Linked DNA regions of Mus musculus: regions 1, 2, 3 and 5 are each linked to region 4. A link is a contact called in public promoter capture Hi-C data. All regions are on one chromosome and are shown on one strand. Each heading gives the region's core, a stretch centred on a gene start, on an enhancer-like site or on the middle of the called end of the contact. The rest is flanking DNA. Distances are from core to core; before and after follow the strand shown.

Region 1 (2,700 bases), core at 196-2,695, 750 kb before region 4:
GTAAATTCAGTCCCTGGTGTTTTAGTAGTGGCAACTGTAAGAAGCGGGTGAGAACAGCAAGATTACAAATTACAGAGGACCTCGCTGTAGCCAAGAAGCAGGAAGCTCCAAATAGCTCATGGGAGATAAAGCTGCAATGCATAGGGAAAAAATTACATATTGTTATCTCTATGGTAACTACAGAAAGAATTATGTAAGAATGTACAGCCAAAAAGCTAATAAAGGAATAATAAAAAATGCTTTCATAATCCAAAAAAAGGCAAAAAAAGAGAAAAAAATGAACCACACCCAGGAGCAAGATGTTGTGCTTAACTGGATCCTTAATCACTTTAAACATATCTGCAATCCAATGTAAAGACAAAAATCTGTCATCCTGATTTAAAAGTAAGATCCACCTATATGTGTCTCTCCAGTTACACATAACCGAAAGGTTAAAAATAAAAGGCTGATTTTCCAGTACAGATAACGACATAATTTGGCATGGTACAATTAATATCAGCTGAAGTAGACATTGAGGTAAGACAGCTTCCTAGAGATGAAAAGAGACATCTCATAATCATGGAAATATATTTAAAATATCATTCCTACCATCCTTTCTCATGTTAAGTACTGTAATTATCTAATAATAGAATGCCAACCTTCTGGAAATATGATGGTTCCAAAATGTCTTGTCACTCAAATTTAGAAGCACGACAAAATGGATCTTTAAAAAAAAATCATTGCCTGTTTATACATGGCATTAGACTTCCCAGAGAGACACTCCTGACAACGTTAGGACTATTGTTTGCTGATCATCAGAGGTTGTATTCCTTCTGATATAATTAATACGTGAACAAATACTCTTCCGATCTGTCCTGTTTAATATGTAGCTTCTAGTTCCTCCTCATTGTCCTGACAGCTTTTGTGATGAGTCACGCAGAAAGCAGGATTTAGCTGGCTCTGCCAAAGTAGACTTGTCTCACTAGCTGTATGAGATAGTTCAGGGGCGGCGGCTGTGTCTTGGTAGGAATTCAGCCTTTTAAAAGATAACCTTACTGTTGATTTGTGTTCAGCTTTTTTTCCCCTCTGTGCATCCATCCTGTAATATATCCTTAAATAGAAAGTAATGAAAGTAAAGCTATAGAATGTTATACAAATGTCAGCTTGTTACTTTTTTTTTCCTCAGCTCTGAATGTCATCTTTCAGGAAACACATATGGCCCAGTGGCGTGCTTCTGGTCCTAAAACCCTCTTCTCTCAGTGAGCAGGAAGTAGAGACCGAGACACTCCCAACACTGAACCAAGCACTATCTGCATGGAACCCTGAAGGAGAATCGGGACATGTCTGTTTTTCAACAATTTTACTTAAATTAGTAACAATGTGGAGGAGAATTCATTTCTAAGCTTTGAGAATCTTCCAAGCTGGGCCAGCTCAAATGCGAGATAAATCCATGGCACACTCAAACTGAGGCTCTGAGGAGATGTGAGTGCTGTGTCGGGCTCTCAGAGGAAAGGAGAGTTCTCAAGACCTAGAGTAGATACTCTGTGTGGGGAGCGTAGGCCAGTAAGAGATAGAGCAGGAAGGAGTCACAGGGACCACTCACTCACACTGTTGTCTCAGGAGCCTCTGCCTTCCTGACCAGACTCCTCACCCACCAAAGACAACAGAAAGCAAAGGAAGGTGAGTTGGGCCAGCTTCCCTGGATACAAAGGATAATGAAGAAAAATGCAGAGGAAATAGAGGGTCATAAGAACTACCTAGCACGGGACATCATTGCTACTGTCTAGAAGAGAGCCTTCTGCTGTGCTGCTGTCAACTGTGTGCTGTAGGGCTCTCTGCATACCATCGAACTTCTCAGAGCCATAGGGCCCATGGATGCTAAAAAACGAGAGGGATAACTTCCTCTTCACAGACCCGCTGGAAGGATAAGGTTAGCATGGGTAACATTTACCCAGGCGCTTGGCACACAGCGGGTGTTCGGTAAACCCCAAATTACCTTTTCTCTGATATAAAGGTTATTCTCTGCTTGCCTCTTTTAACCAAAGTCAAGATACCTTCCTTCTCTTTCAGTGTTGGCACACATTGGAAAAATCCTCTTATTCCTGCAGGTCCTGGGGGAGTGTCAGGATCATCCCAATAACAGATACATTATAGAAATAATTGCCTTAAGTCAGGAAATTATTTAGGGAGAAAAACATTTTTTTTCTTCCTTCAGAAATGCTGCACGTACCACAGGGACCAATTTGGCCTTCAGCAAATACTCCGGCATAAATTTCCTCCGTTTACCAGAAGCTGCAGTTTATCTCCTAGGACAGTTAGACGTTGACATCCGCTGCTTCCGATCTGTTTCTTGCTGGTGATAATATACTCAGCGTGCAGGATGCTTTCATGGGATTGACATTTGGGAAAGCTAAGAAGATTTGCTCTAAGCCAATTGCTCACCCCAAGGATTAGAGCAGTTTTTATTGTGGAATCAGACACCAATTTGCAAAGCTATTTCCCAGTTTTGATGGAAAGTCTTTAATGTATTCCTGTAACCACCTAATGTTTTAGCCATTCTCCTCCAGGCTGGAATGTTTTCTGATCTTCCCTTGGCCCAGAGTGGTTCCGATAATAATGGTTGTGCTGTTTTTATGGGTTTCCAGAAGAGTCTGGGCCATGCCCAGGCTGCAGACTTTCCCTAGGGGTGCTCCAATGATGGGGGTGGGGGTGGGGAGTGGA
Region 2 (2,700 bases), core at 148-2,647, 580 kb before region 4:
CTGACAGTCCTAAAACTATGTAGATCAGGCTGGTACTCACAGAGACACTCCCACCTCTGCCTCCTGAATGTTGGGATTAAAAGCAGGTACTACTATGTCTGGCACATATTTTTTAAATTCCACTCATAGATTGTTTAAACTAACAAACATGACAACTCAATCATAAAGCTTAGCTGTGAAGTAGCATGAAGTCTCTCATCTGCACAACTGAGTAGATGAGGTTATGATTTTTAGGAAAAAAAGCAATTTAATCCCACTGGTTATCACATAACCTTTTAACTTTCTTGTATTTAAGCTCGGTAAGAAACTAAGCTTTTCTCTTATTTCCACTAATGACTTTAAAATTACAAAACGAAATCTCAGAAAAGATTGACATTGAAATGGGATCAGGATGAAAATAAATCTACTGGAATTAGTGAATTAGAGCTAGAGTCAAGACTTTCCCAGTTAAATTCTATCTAGTTCTCACTTGCAGAGTGCTTTGAACGCTTTCTCCATCTGAGCTCAGTGTAAGCTAGATCTAATAAAGGGGGCTCCTATATCCAACTCCCAAGCGCATTCCCATGCCCAAGGGACCAAAGCCCACAGGAGTGATTCTGTGATTGACGTGGACAAAGTTCTTATTGGACACACAATACTTTTACAATGGTGCTTTTTGTTGTTGTTTTGGGGTTTGTTTTTTTTCCAAACAAGGTTTCACTGTATAGCTGTGGCTGTCTTGGCTCGCTCGCGTTAGACAATGCTTTAAGAAACAACAGGCAATCAGGGAAGGGAAGGTCTTCAAGCATGCTTTCCAGCTGGGGCGACAGCCATCTCCGACTTTGGCTTTAGCTTCGAAGAGGCCTTTGTTCTTCACCGTGTAGCCCTGGCTAGCCTGGGCTATGTAGGTCAGGCGGGCCTCAGACTCAGTACGGCTGCCTCTGCATTTCAGAGCGGGGACGAGAGGCGTGGGGCCACCAAGCACGTTCTCCTGAAGACATTAAATTCTCAGGCTACGTCCCCGTCATGGCTACTCTCTCTGGATCCCGCAAAAATGGGGGGGCCCCGGCCTCAAGTGAGAACAAAGGAGGCGGCGCCCCGTGACGCGCAGGCCCCCGGGCGGGATCAACAGCCCCGGAGCTGTTTACTCTGGCGGCCAAGGCCACCACCGGGTGCCACACTATAAAGGGCGAGCTGCCCGCTCCGGGGAGCCTCAGGCCTCCGGCTCGCCCACCGAGCCCCGCGACGCCCGGGCGAGCACAGCTCCCTCACACGGTTCCCGGGAGCGCCAGGCCTCGGCTCCTGCGCAGCGGACGCCGCGCCGTGCGCCACGTGAGGCGGAGCCCGGCCCCCGGAGCGGCGCGCGCACCCGGCGCCGACCATCGCGTGACTCGGAGGGCGCGCGGGGGTGAGCGCCCGGGCCGTACCGGGCCGCGCCGCGCCACTTCCGACGCGGCGCTCGCTTTAGGTTCCGGGGCGCGCCGCCTCGGCTCGCGGGCCCGGGATCCGGCGGGATGGAGGAGGCCGCGCTCGGGGAGGCCGAACTCAACTGGTCCCGCCTCAGCGTGTCGGCCGAGGCGTTGGAGTCGGAGCTGGAGGCGCGCGCCGAGGAGCGGCGCGGCGCGCGCGAGGCTCTCCTGCGGCTGCTGCTGCCCTACAACCGCCTGACGTCGCTGCCGCGGGCGTTGGGCGGCGGCTTCCCGCACCTCCAGCTCCTGGACGTGAGCGGCAACTCGCTCACGGCGCTGGGGCCCGAGCTGCTGACGCTGAGCGGCCTGCGCACGCTGCTGGCCAGGAACAACCGGCTCGGCGGCCCGGGCTCGCTGCCCAAGGGCCTGGCCCAGTCGCCGCTCTGCCGCAGCCTCCAAGTGCTCAACCTCAGCGGCAACTGCTTCCAGGAGCTGCCCGCCTCGCTGCTGGAGCTGCGCGCCCTTCAGACCCTCAGCCTGGGCGGCAACCAGCTGCAGAGCATCCCCGCCGAGATCGAGAACTTGCGGAGGTGAGCGGCGGCGAGTCCCGGGGGTGGGGAGCGGGGCGGTGGCCCGAGCTCCGTGGCACCGGGTTGGAGGGGGAGGGGGACTAGGCGAGCCATTGTCACCCGTAGCGTCTGACCAAGGGTGGGTGGGTGGGTGGTAGCCTTTGGGTTGTGTTTGGCCTGCCGCAGGTCTTCGACGCCCCCCGCGCCCCCCAATGAACTCTGGAATTCATTGTGGAGACCATGCTAACCTCAAGCTCACAGAGCTCCGCCTGCCTCTACCTCCCAAATCTGGGGCTAAAAGACATGCGCCACTAAGCCGGACTTCGCCTTCTTTCTTGAGTCTAGACAGGGAGTCAAAAGGGCTCCCGTTAACAGAGGTTGGCGATTTCTTACTGGTTAAGTCTTCCGAGACTTTCCATGCGTTTGCATCAAAGTGGCATTTAACGTGGCGTAGGAGGTGCTGACCTACTTCCTTGGTTTTTATTTCCAGTTCCCCTCTTTTCCCGATACCCAAAGTACCATTTGTGGAGTCAGTGAGCCTTGCACACACACACACACCCAGAAAGGCAGCTTCACTAAATTGTGGGGTTGGGGTTGGGTACAAAAAAAAAAAACAAAAAAACCCAAAAACAACAACAACAAAAAAAAACCACGCTGCGCTTCCTTTGACCCTGAGGAACTATTCACATTTCAAAATTTTATCTTAGGAGTCTTTTCTGTAATTCTAAAAAAAAAAAAAAAAA
Region 3 (2,700 bases), core at 110-2,609, 910 kb before region 4:
TGGCAGGTGACACTTAAGTAACTTCTCTGTCTGTGGAGGCTTCTTGGTGTGGTAGCTAGTGGTCTTCATTTATCTTCTTCTCTTCACAGTAATCAGGCATCTCATCTCCCAACGTCACCTTACCCAGTCCAGACCTAGATTCTAGTTGTAAAAACTTTTAAGGACCACTGTGCCCCTGGTGTGGAACTGGGAGAATCAAAAGTTCAAACCACTCTGCTTTTTTAGCAAAGTCATCCTCATATCCACCCTCAGTCCTCAAAGCTAAGCCCAAACCTTTCTCCTACTGTAGTTAGGCTTTGGGTAATGTTTCCTGGCCTTCTCAAATCCCCAACAGTGGCATCCAACACTCTCCCTCGCATTTCCTCAGAATTTGTACAGTTTCTACTTCGAAGGCCTCTTGTTCATTAATGCTAGCGCCTAGCATATTCTACTGAGATACCTGAACTTTCAATACATCCTCTGGGCACGTGTTCTTGTAGCATATCCATCCTGCCAGCTTCCACACAAATCACTTGTTTCACACCTGCATCCCAATAATGAGCGCTATAAGCCATCTTTTTTTTTTCTTTTTAAATTTAACTTGTAATTGCTTTAAGCAAGGAGCTACTACATTAAACTTGTGATTTTTGAAAAAACTATGCTGGATGAAAAGGGATTTAAAAAAAAAACACAAAGTGGGTGCAGGAAGCCCTTTTAGTTAGACTATTTTTAAATACTACTTCCCAAGTTCTAGAAGAACGTGGATCCTACAGAGCCTCTACAGTTTTCTGTTACTGTATTTTACGAACTCTCCATTCCTTCGTCCTACGACGGAGACAGCTCCGGACCGAGGTGCCCTCCACCAGCTGTGTTCAGACATGTCCAGACCCCGAGACCCCACAGTCCCTCAGACGCGCCCAGGGGCTTCCCGGGCCACACTCGACGCCGCCAAGCCCGTCCTACCCGAGGTCGCACATGGGCCGCTCCGGGGCAATGGTTCTTTAGAAGACTAAGAAGAGGACCAAAGCAAGAGGTGGCCGAGGAGAGGGGACTAGACAAGGAAGGGGACGGATAGAAGAAACCATGAAATGCCACGCCAGGTCAGAAACCGGGAACAAGGACGGGAGAATGAGGTTTACCCAAGTGGATGCTCGAACACTCCCACTACAGCCGCCCTCAGCACCTCAACTACCGGCTTCAGCCAGCCCACGCCACTTGCGAGACAAGGACGAACGCCTAATTCCTGCGACCGGTTTGGAAACCGCCCGCTAATCCGCACCCCGAAGCTTTCGATCAGTCACGCTCTGACCGACCAATGAGATGATTTGCCCTGCCCACAAGCCCTGCGCTGATTGGTGAGAATCCAGGAACGGGCGTCAACCTCAAGGAAATCGTGGCAAGATGGCGTCCCTGGATCGGGTGAAGGTTCTGGTGTTGGGAGACTCAGGTGAGCCGCTTAACCCACGTCTGGGACTACCAACACGCCCGAGCTTCCCGACACCGCTCTCTCTTCGCTGTTTACCCCCCCAGCTGCCTAGCGCTTAGGTCGACAGCTGAAATTCCTTTCAAGACCTTAAAACTACACTTCCCAGAGGACTTTGCTCCTTTTGTCGACGTGGTGGCGTGGCGGGAGGTGGGGGGCGCGGAGTCTATGGGTGGAAAAGGGACTAGTTCCACTCACTATCACTCCTAGTGACCCTCTAGGAAAATTTTTGCTTCCTGTCCCCACAACCCTAGGTTCTGCTGGCCTAGAAGTTTTGGTTCCAGAGAGGGGAGAGCTCCTACCAGGAGCCACAAAAAACATTCCAGTTCTTCCACTGCAAGCTTTGTTGCTGGGGAGTGGGTGTGGGGTAAGACATGGTCTCACTAAGTAGTCCTGACTAACGTAGAACTAGCTATGTATATCAGGCTAGTCTAAAACTCACTATATAAACAAGGCAGGCCTAAAATGAAGAGATACACCTGCCTCTGCCACTGTATTAGTCAGGGTCCTCTAGAGTCACAGAACTTATGGGTAGTTTCTTATAGTAAGGGAATTTGTTGATGACCTACGGTCTGTAGCCCAACTCCCCAACAATGGTCAGCAGCAGCTGTGAATGGAAGTCCAAGGATCTAGCAGTTGCTCAGTCCCACAAGGCAAGCAAACGAAGAAGAATCTTCCTCCTTCCAATGTCCTTAAGTAGGTCTCCAGCAGAAGGTGTAGCCCAGATTAAAGGTGTAGGCCTCCCTGCCTGGTGCTGGGACTTGCTTTGTCCCAGATGACCTTGAACTCAGAGATCTCCTTGTCTTAGTCTCCTGGGATTCATAGCCACTATGCCTCAAGATCCAGGTCAGAAACTTGAATCTCCCAGCCACGAGATCAGGATCACAGTGAGCCCTCCAATTCTGGATTGTAGTTCATTCCAGATATAGTCCAGCTGACAACCAAGAATAGCCACTACAGCCGCCGACCTTCTTTAAGACAAGCTCTCCCCTTGGCCTGGAGCCCCTAGGCTAAGGCTGTCAGGCCAACAAACATCAGGGATTGCCTCTCTCTGCCTCCCCAGCACTGACATTAGAGACGTGTGCCTCTTTGCCTGGCTGCTGTGTGTCAGTTCTGTGAACACAACTCGGGTTCTCATGCTTGTAGGGCAAGCACTGAGCCCCATGCGGTTCTTTTGTTTGTTTTTAAGTACACTTTGTATATGATCACAATAACAACATGGTATAATAGAGAAAGTC
Region 4 (2,700 bases), core at 107-2,606:
CCTCTGGAAGAACAGCCAGTGCTCTCAAACTGCTGAGCCATGTCTCCAGCCCCTTGTCTGTCTTCTATATGGTAAAAGTTCTATAGTGCCGGGCTGCAAATGCTATTCCCACCACAAATGAAATCCTTGCTAAAGCCCTGGCTTCCCGGTGTACACATTTTCTACTCTACTCAGGCCAGGGCTCCATGACACCCATTCCGTGTGGTGATTCAGTGTTCCACTGTCTGCCCCCTCCACGCACCCAGCCTCCCCATGAACAGGGGCAAACACTCTTAGGGGCAAAAAGACCTAGCTCACCCCTGCCCTCAGCCCAAGCTCTTCCCATCCACCTGTCTTTCTTCCTCTAACCGCCATTTTAGGTTTAGTTCAAGCCCAGGTACCTCCACCATCCATCTAGTCACACTGCTCAGGTCTAGGGCACAGGCCAGCAGAGACCTGGAGAAGCAGTTAAGGGTAAAGATCTGGCTTTTCCATGCTTGATCCTGATTACATGTGTGTGTGTGTGTGTGTGTGTGTGTGTGTGTGTGTTGTGTGTGTGTGGTGTTGTGTGTGTGTGTTTTATGTATAAATAACGGCTAGGAACTAGAGTTCTGTAGTCTCTTGTGTTAGCTCTGTGACCACTAACAATCCTCTCACGCTGGAGTTTCCCATCTGTTTCCCATCTGTGGGGGAGGAAGGCCTCGTTCTCCGAGGTCCTGTTTTGGCCCAGGTTTTCGAAGCCCTAGCTTTGTTAACCTCTGAGAACTAAGGACTAACGCCCCCACCTTCTCCTCCCAATGCTCCAGGTTCCCTTTTTGAGCTCTCCATGGAAGAGTGTGGGAACCTACGGAGGAAGTAGCCAGTATCTTTTCTCTTTGAAATTCCTTTTCACCTTGGCACATGCATCCATCCTGGCCCAGACCCACCCTTCAGAAGTCATTATTCCTTAACCCACTCTAAACGGGCACAGGTGACAAAGCCATCAAACTATACAATCAAAGCCGAAGTACACTTCGGGATTTCCCATTGGTTTCCTGGCCTGGGTAGAAAGAGGAATAGGGAGAGGGGATGAGGGGAGGGGAGGCCGCGATGCACTCAGGAAAGTCTTGGTGGCCACTTTGAGGACACTGGCCTAGCACCAGTCTGGAGGTGAGAGCGGGACCGAGCGGGTACTAAGGTCAGTAAGAGGAGAGTGGCTCGGGGACTCCTGGCTGTACCTGCTGAGGCGGAGCTGAGAGCGTGGGGCGGGATCGGGGTGGTCCAGAGCCGAGGGCAGGATTGCCCGAGCTGGAGGCGGGGTACCGGGCGCAGGAGTCCTGCTGTGGGCACCCAAGCCAAAAGCCGAACAGGGGCGGAGCCGCGGGCCGGGCGGGTCGCTGGCGCACAGCGGCTTCCGGCGGAGCTGCGTCCTCCCGCGTCCTCCGCACTGGACGGAAGGAGGAAGGGGCGGTGCTGGGGGCGCCCAAGCCTTGCGCATCAGCTCGGGAACCGCTCCGCGCTGCGTGTGGGCCGAGTGGAGTGGTGTCCGGCCAGCCTCGTGCTCGCCCTGCCAGGGTTCTGCCCTGCCAGGGTTCTGCCCCGCGGACCGTTGGACTCCCAGAGCCTGGTACCCACCGCCCAGAGCGGCTTGGGCTCACCGATTCTAACCCTAGTCCGTTCAGCCGTGGTTCTGCGTGCTCTCCACAGAAGGGTTTCAAACGGGAGCTTAGAGGGGAACTCTTAAGGTTCTTTCCCCTAAATTATGACTCTGGATTTGTTAAAACCCTAAGGTGGCAATGGCGGCGTTGAGCCCAGATGTCAGGTTCCGAGAATAAACGTGTGCCAGTGAACACTCCCCCGTACCCTCGACCCAGCTCGGTACAGCCTCGTCTCCGGAAAGGCACAAATCGGGCCTTGTGCTTAAATGGAGTATCTGCTTCTATACAGTGACCCTGACGCACATCAAAGATCCTGCTTTGACTCCTTAGACTTAAGATCAGAACATGTCTGCTCAAAAATTTCAGACCTACTCCCAAGAACTCACATCCCCTCTTCTATGTCTTCAAAACAGAAAAAAAGGAAAGACTTATCTGGGAAGGAAACTTGAACTGAACATTTAACATCTATTAATTTTGGCGTTGGTGACTCTATTCTTGTGTAAATAAATCTATTAATCACAATAATAAAGGAGGTGTTCACGTGGAGTTTAGGGACTTTTATTAAGCAAAAATAAATTGATAAGTCATAGGAAAGTTAATATATTTAATAAATGTGTGTGTGTTGCTTGGAAGGGTAAGCATCAAATTGCAAATAATTAGAAGAGGAACAAGAAGCTTTCCGAGTAAAGAGAGGAATGAAGGAAAATTAAATTTTGATTTATTTTTTGAGACTAGGCTGGTCTCAAACTCGTGATCCTCCTGCCTCTACCTTTAGAATGCTAGAATTTCAGTCTTACAACACCACACCTAGTTTATATCTTTTAGAATATTTTTTCTATATTATATCTAAAGATATTTTAGAGAAAAATAGAAACTAGATGTTACCCCTGATACATATATCAGTCTTTATGGTATGCATATGATTTTAAAACAATGGGGTCATTTTTTAAATAGAATTTTATATCCTTTCTTAAAAACTGGCTTTATCAACTACTAATGTGACTCCAAATGTCCACAAACATTAACACTTCCACAATAAGCCAACTTCTAGTTTGATACAATAAAAAGGGTGAGGCCCTGGGGT
Region 5 (2,719 bases), core at 136-2,635, 630 kb before region 4:
TCTTTCTTTTTCTTGGTTCTTCTTCAGGCAGCAGAAGGGGAAGAGTGCCAGCAGGGTTAAGACTTAAAAGTCTTAAAAGAAATTTAGGGTTGCTGTATAATCATAAAATGTTTTCCTATCTCACTTCTAAGTCACTTTGCTTCCCTAGCTGACCTGCCTTCTGAGTTCCTCTGAGGCAGAGGGGAAAAAAAACCATTTAGCACCTCATCCTAAAACAGCAGGAGATTAAGTGAAGCAGCCTTTGTTCTATTAAACAGGGAATTTTTATATGCATACCCATTAGGTGTAACTATCTGGCTAAACATTTATCACTTGCCAAAGCTCCACAGGTTCATGGAGAGTTTAAAAACATAACTAAGTTATTAGTGAAGTTTTGCATACATAAACCCAGTCAATGTTTTATCTTCTGTCCCAACACCTATAATAAATTGTTAGTTCCTTTTTTACGACCTTTGGTTAATGGTTTTACCATTTGGGACTGTGCTCTGAATAGTTGTATGCCTGCTTACTATCTCAGAAGCAATTAACTCATGACACTAAAGACTGGTAGAGTTCTCGTTGCAGTGTTGACTATCACAAAAGACCAAATAGCAGTCCCACTATAAAAGAGCTTAATAAATACTGATATAATTCTAGGAATTCTTATAGGATCATCATGAAGAATTAAGAAATCATCTATTTGTTTATATAGCACCCCTGTATAGACAAATAGATGATGTTGTTCTGCAGAGATCTGCTCAAAAGGGTGGGCTAATCCCTAGTGACAGTTATATATATTTGATAATATTAGGAAAAGCATATTAATAACAGAAATCTTTCCTAAAATGGATATTTCCTAGGTCTTACCTATCAGAGCAAATCTGTCATAAATTTTTAATCTAAGGCAAATCCATCTCAGGAAGACTACCTGCTAGTTATTAGCTTGTCCGGTGTCAGCTCCTGGCAGGGGAGACCTCCTCTCTTGTTGGAGATGCTCCCTCCTCACATTCAGGAGCCTGCTAGGTTTGAACTGGATGGCTGGGGCCTTTGTCCTGTTTCCTGCATCAGACCTGGATCTGCTTTCGGTAGTATCTGCAGCTGTAGAGTAGGTAAGCTAACTGCATCAGTAGTCCACAATGGCAAAAATGTCCTTAAAGGACTTCCATACATTTTAGAAAAAAAAAAAAATGGTCAATTTCTCCCTACCCTGCTTTAGGGCATTTCTCAACCTAGCAATATTTTATTTTCCTTTATTTTACACTCTTAACATTTTCCAGGGTTGGAAAAATGGATTTCCAAGCATGATTGGTAATTAGCCACCAGACCTTTCCAAGTTTAGAGCCTGCCCAGACAGTCCATTCTTGACTTCCTGGAAAAACACAAAGCTTTGTCCCAGATACCAATCTCCTCTCCAACCTCTGTGCAGAATTAATCTCCATGTGAAATTTCAAAACCCCAGGAACTGCTCAACCCAGCAGGAAGGAATATAAATCTAGAAGGTCAATCCCTTGTCCACAGGCAGACATCCTTAGATGCTACAAGAAAGAAAAGCTCAAAATTTTAAGGCAGAGAAATGGAGAGATGGCTCAGTGGTTAAGAGTGCTGACTACTCTTTCACAGGACCTGAGTTCAGTTTCCAGCATCCACACAGAAGCTGGCAACCATCTCTAACTCCAGTTCTAGGGGATGTGATGCCCTCTTCTGACCTTCAAGCACCAAACATGCACACAGACATACATGCCATACGGGCACACAGACATACATGCCATACGGGCACACAGACATACATGCAGGCAAAACCCCATACACATAAAATAAAAATAAATGACTTGAAAGGAAGGAAGAAAGAGGGGGAGGGGAAGGACTTAAGGTAAAATTATGACAAGGTTGCAAGACTTGGCAGTTTTAATTCTAGAAACAGACATTTTCTTTTATTCTTCTCTTTGCTTTACACATCTCTTTTCGTTTTTTTGCAGAAAAGAAGTCTGCGAGTCCATCTGCCAGCCCAGGTAAGTGCCTGTCCTTTCTGCAGTGTGTGTGCATCTTAGGGTGGAGACTTTTCATGGAGGAAGTATTTTGTCTTCTACAAATTCCAGGAAGCAAGCATCTTGTCTTCTACAGGTTCTATTGAGCTGCCAAGGTCATCTGTGGGTCAGGACTTTGGATCCACATCTGGTGTGAGCACAGCACAGCTCAGTAAAATCATGAAACTGCATTTTTAAGATGTTCCTTTGTTTTGGAGTAAACTGGTCAAAGGAACTGTTTGAGTCTGAATGTTAGCTGTGCTACATTTTTGCTGACTAGTGACCTCACTGTAGGGACAACCAGTGAGCCCTCCCTTCAGGGCCTTGTAAGACATGCTCATATCGTGGACCCATTGAAATCAGAAGACACAGCTCTTTTTGAAAGAGGATAGTTGGGAATGCCAGTATGGAGACTACCAGAGCTCTCTATTAAAAATATATTAAAATCTCAACATGGTTTCTAGTCCCAGACCTCACAGTAACCTTGTGGGTCTCACTGGAATTACCTTAAGGTGTAGAGGCTCTTCCCCTAAATCACATAGCTAGGAAAGGCAGAGTCGGGAAGGCACATATATTTGTTCCCCGGCCCTGTACCCTCTTCACAGCCTAGCATTTGCTGTCTTCCAGGAGTTTCCTTTGGCCAGAGCTGTCTCTACCCTGCCTCTATTCCCACTTGATTCCCACCTGCTGCTTCCACATGGCTTGCAACAGCACCC

The links. Promoter capture Hi-C pulls out the DNA fragments that hold promoters and counts their contacts. Capture Hi-C pulls out chosen DNA fragments and counts their contacts.
Region 1: a contact with region 4 is called in a promoter capture Hi-C map of hippocampal neurons, with 2.8 times the contacts expected there. The contact joins the enhancer-like site here to the promoter of Adprh in region 4. A contact is called at or near these places in 5 of 39 promoter capture datasets (the 3T3-L1 cell line, the C10 cell line, hippocampal neurons and 1 more) and 1 of 115 datasets of contacts at active chromatin or transcription factors (embryonic forebrain).
Region 2: a contact with region 4 is called in a promoter capture Hi-C map of liver. The contact joins the promoter of Lrrc58 here to the promoter of Adprh in region 4. A contact is called at or near these places in 10 of 39 promoter capture datasets (the 3T3-L1 cell line, 3T3-L1-derived adipocytes, the C10 cell line and 6 more), 1 of 484 Hi-C or Micro-C datasets (liver), 7 of 115 datasets of contacts at active chromatin or transcription factors (the 230-238 cell line, bone marrow-derived dendritic cells, extraembryonic endoderm stem cells and 4 more) and 1 of 9 other capture datasets (liver).
Region 3: a contact with region 4 is called in a promoter capture Hi-C map of pre-B cells. The contact joins the promoter of Rabl3 here to the promoter of Adprh in region 4. A contact is called at or near these places in 4 of 39 promoter capture datasets (the C10 cell line, cranial neural crest, neutrophils and 1 more), 1 of 484 Hi-C or Micro-C datasets (B cells), 1 of 115 datasets of contacts at active chromatin or transcription factors (memory CD8 T cells) and 1 of 9 other capture datasets (adipose tissue).
Region 5: a contact with region 4 is called in a promoter capture Hi-C map of 3T3-L1-derived adipocytes, with 4 times the contacts expected there. The contact joins the enhancer-like site here to the promoter of Adprh in region 4. A contact is called at or near these places in 6 of 39 promoter capture datasets (the 3T3-L1 cell line, 3T3-L1-derived adipocytes, frontonasal cranial neural crest and 3 more), 1 of 115 datasets of contacts at active chromatin or transcription factors (astrocytes) and 1 of 9 other capture datasets (liver).

The regions. Positions count from the first base shown.
Region 1 is chr16:37,704,091-37,706,790 of GRCm38.p6, forward strand. No RefSeq gene overlaps it. Among named protein-coding and RNA genes, the nearest start is that of Gm46547, 10 kb to the right of the region's middle. Within about 2 kb of position 1,446, at least 53 of the 459 cell types and tissues checked have an H3K27ac peak or open chromatin away from gene starts, as enhancers often do. A contact at or near this core is called in hippocampal neurons, where this site is marked.
Region 2 is chr16:37,867,003-37,869,702 of GRCm38.p6, forward strand. Lrrc58 (leucine rich repeat containing 58) reads left to right here and starts at 1,398. Exons shown (of 4, transcript NM_177093.3): 1 at 1,398-1,978. The coding sequence starts at 1,494.
Region 3 is chr16:37,538,535-37,541,234 of GRCm38.p6, forward strand. Rabl3 (RAB, member RAS oncogene family-like 3) reads left to right here and starts at 1,360. Exons shown (of 8, transcript NM_001042499.1): 1 at 1,360-1,426. The coding sequence starts at 1,381. It overlaps Gtf2e1 (general transcription factor II E, polypeptide 1 (alpha subunit)), which reads right to left and starts at 1,255. Exons shown (of 5, transcript NM_028812.4): 1 at 1,119-1,255.
Region 4 is chr16:38,451,333-38,454,032 of GRCm38.p6, forward strand. It overlaps Adprh (ADP-ribosylarginine hydrolase), which reads right to left and starts at 1,357. Exons shown (of 4, transcript NM_007414.3): 1 at 1,197-1,357.
Region 5 is chr16:37,819,201-37,821,919 of GRCm38.p6, forward strand. Fstl1 (follistatin-like 1) reads left to right here. Exons shown (of 11, transcript NM_008047.5): 5 at 1,956-1,988. Among named protein-coding and RNA genes, the nearest start is that of Gm41452, 29 kb to the right of the region's middle. Within about 2 kb of position 1,386, at least 4 of the 459 cell types and tissues checked have an H3K27ac peak or open chromatin away from gene starts, as enhancers often do. A contact at or near this core is called in 3T3-L1-derived adipocytes, where this site is marked.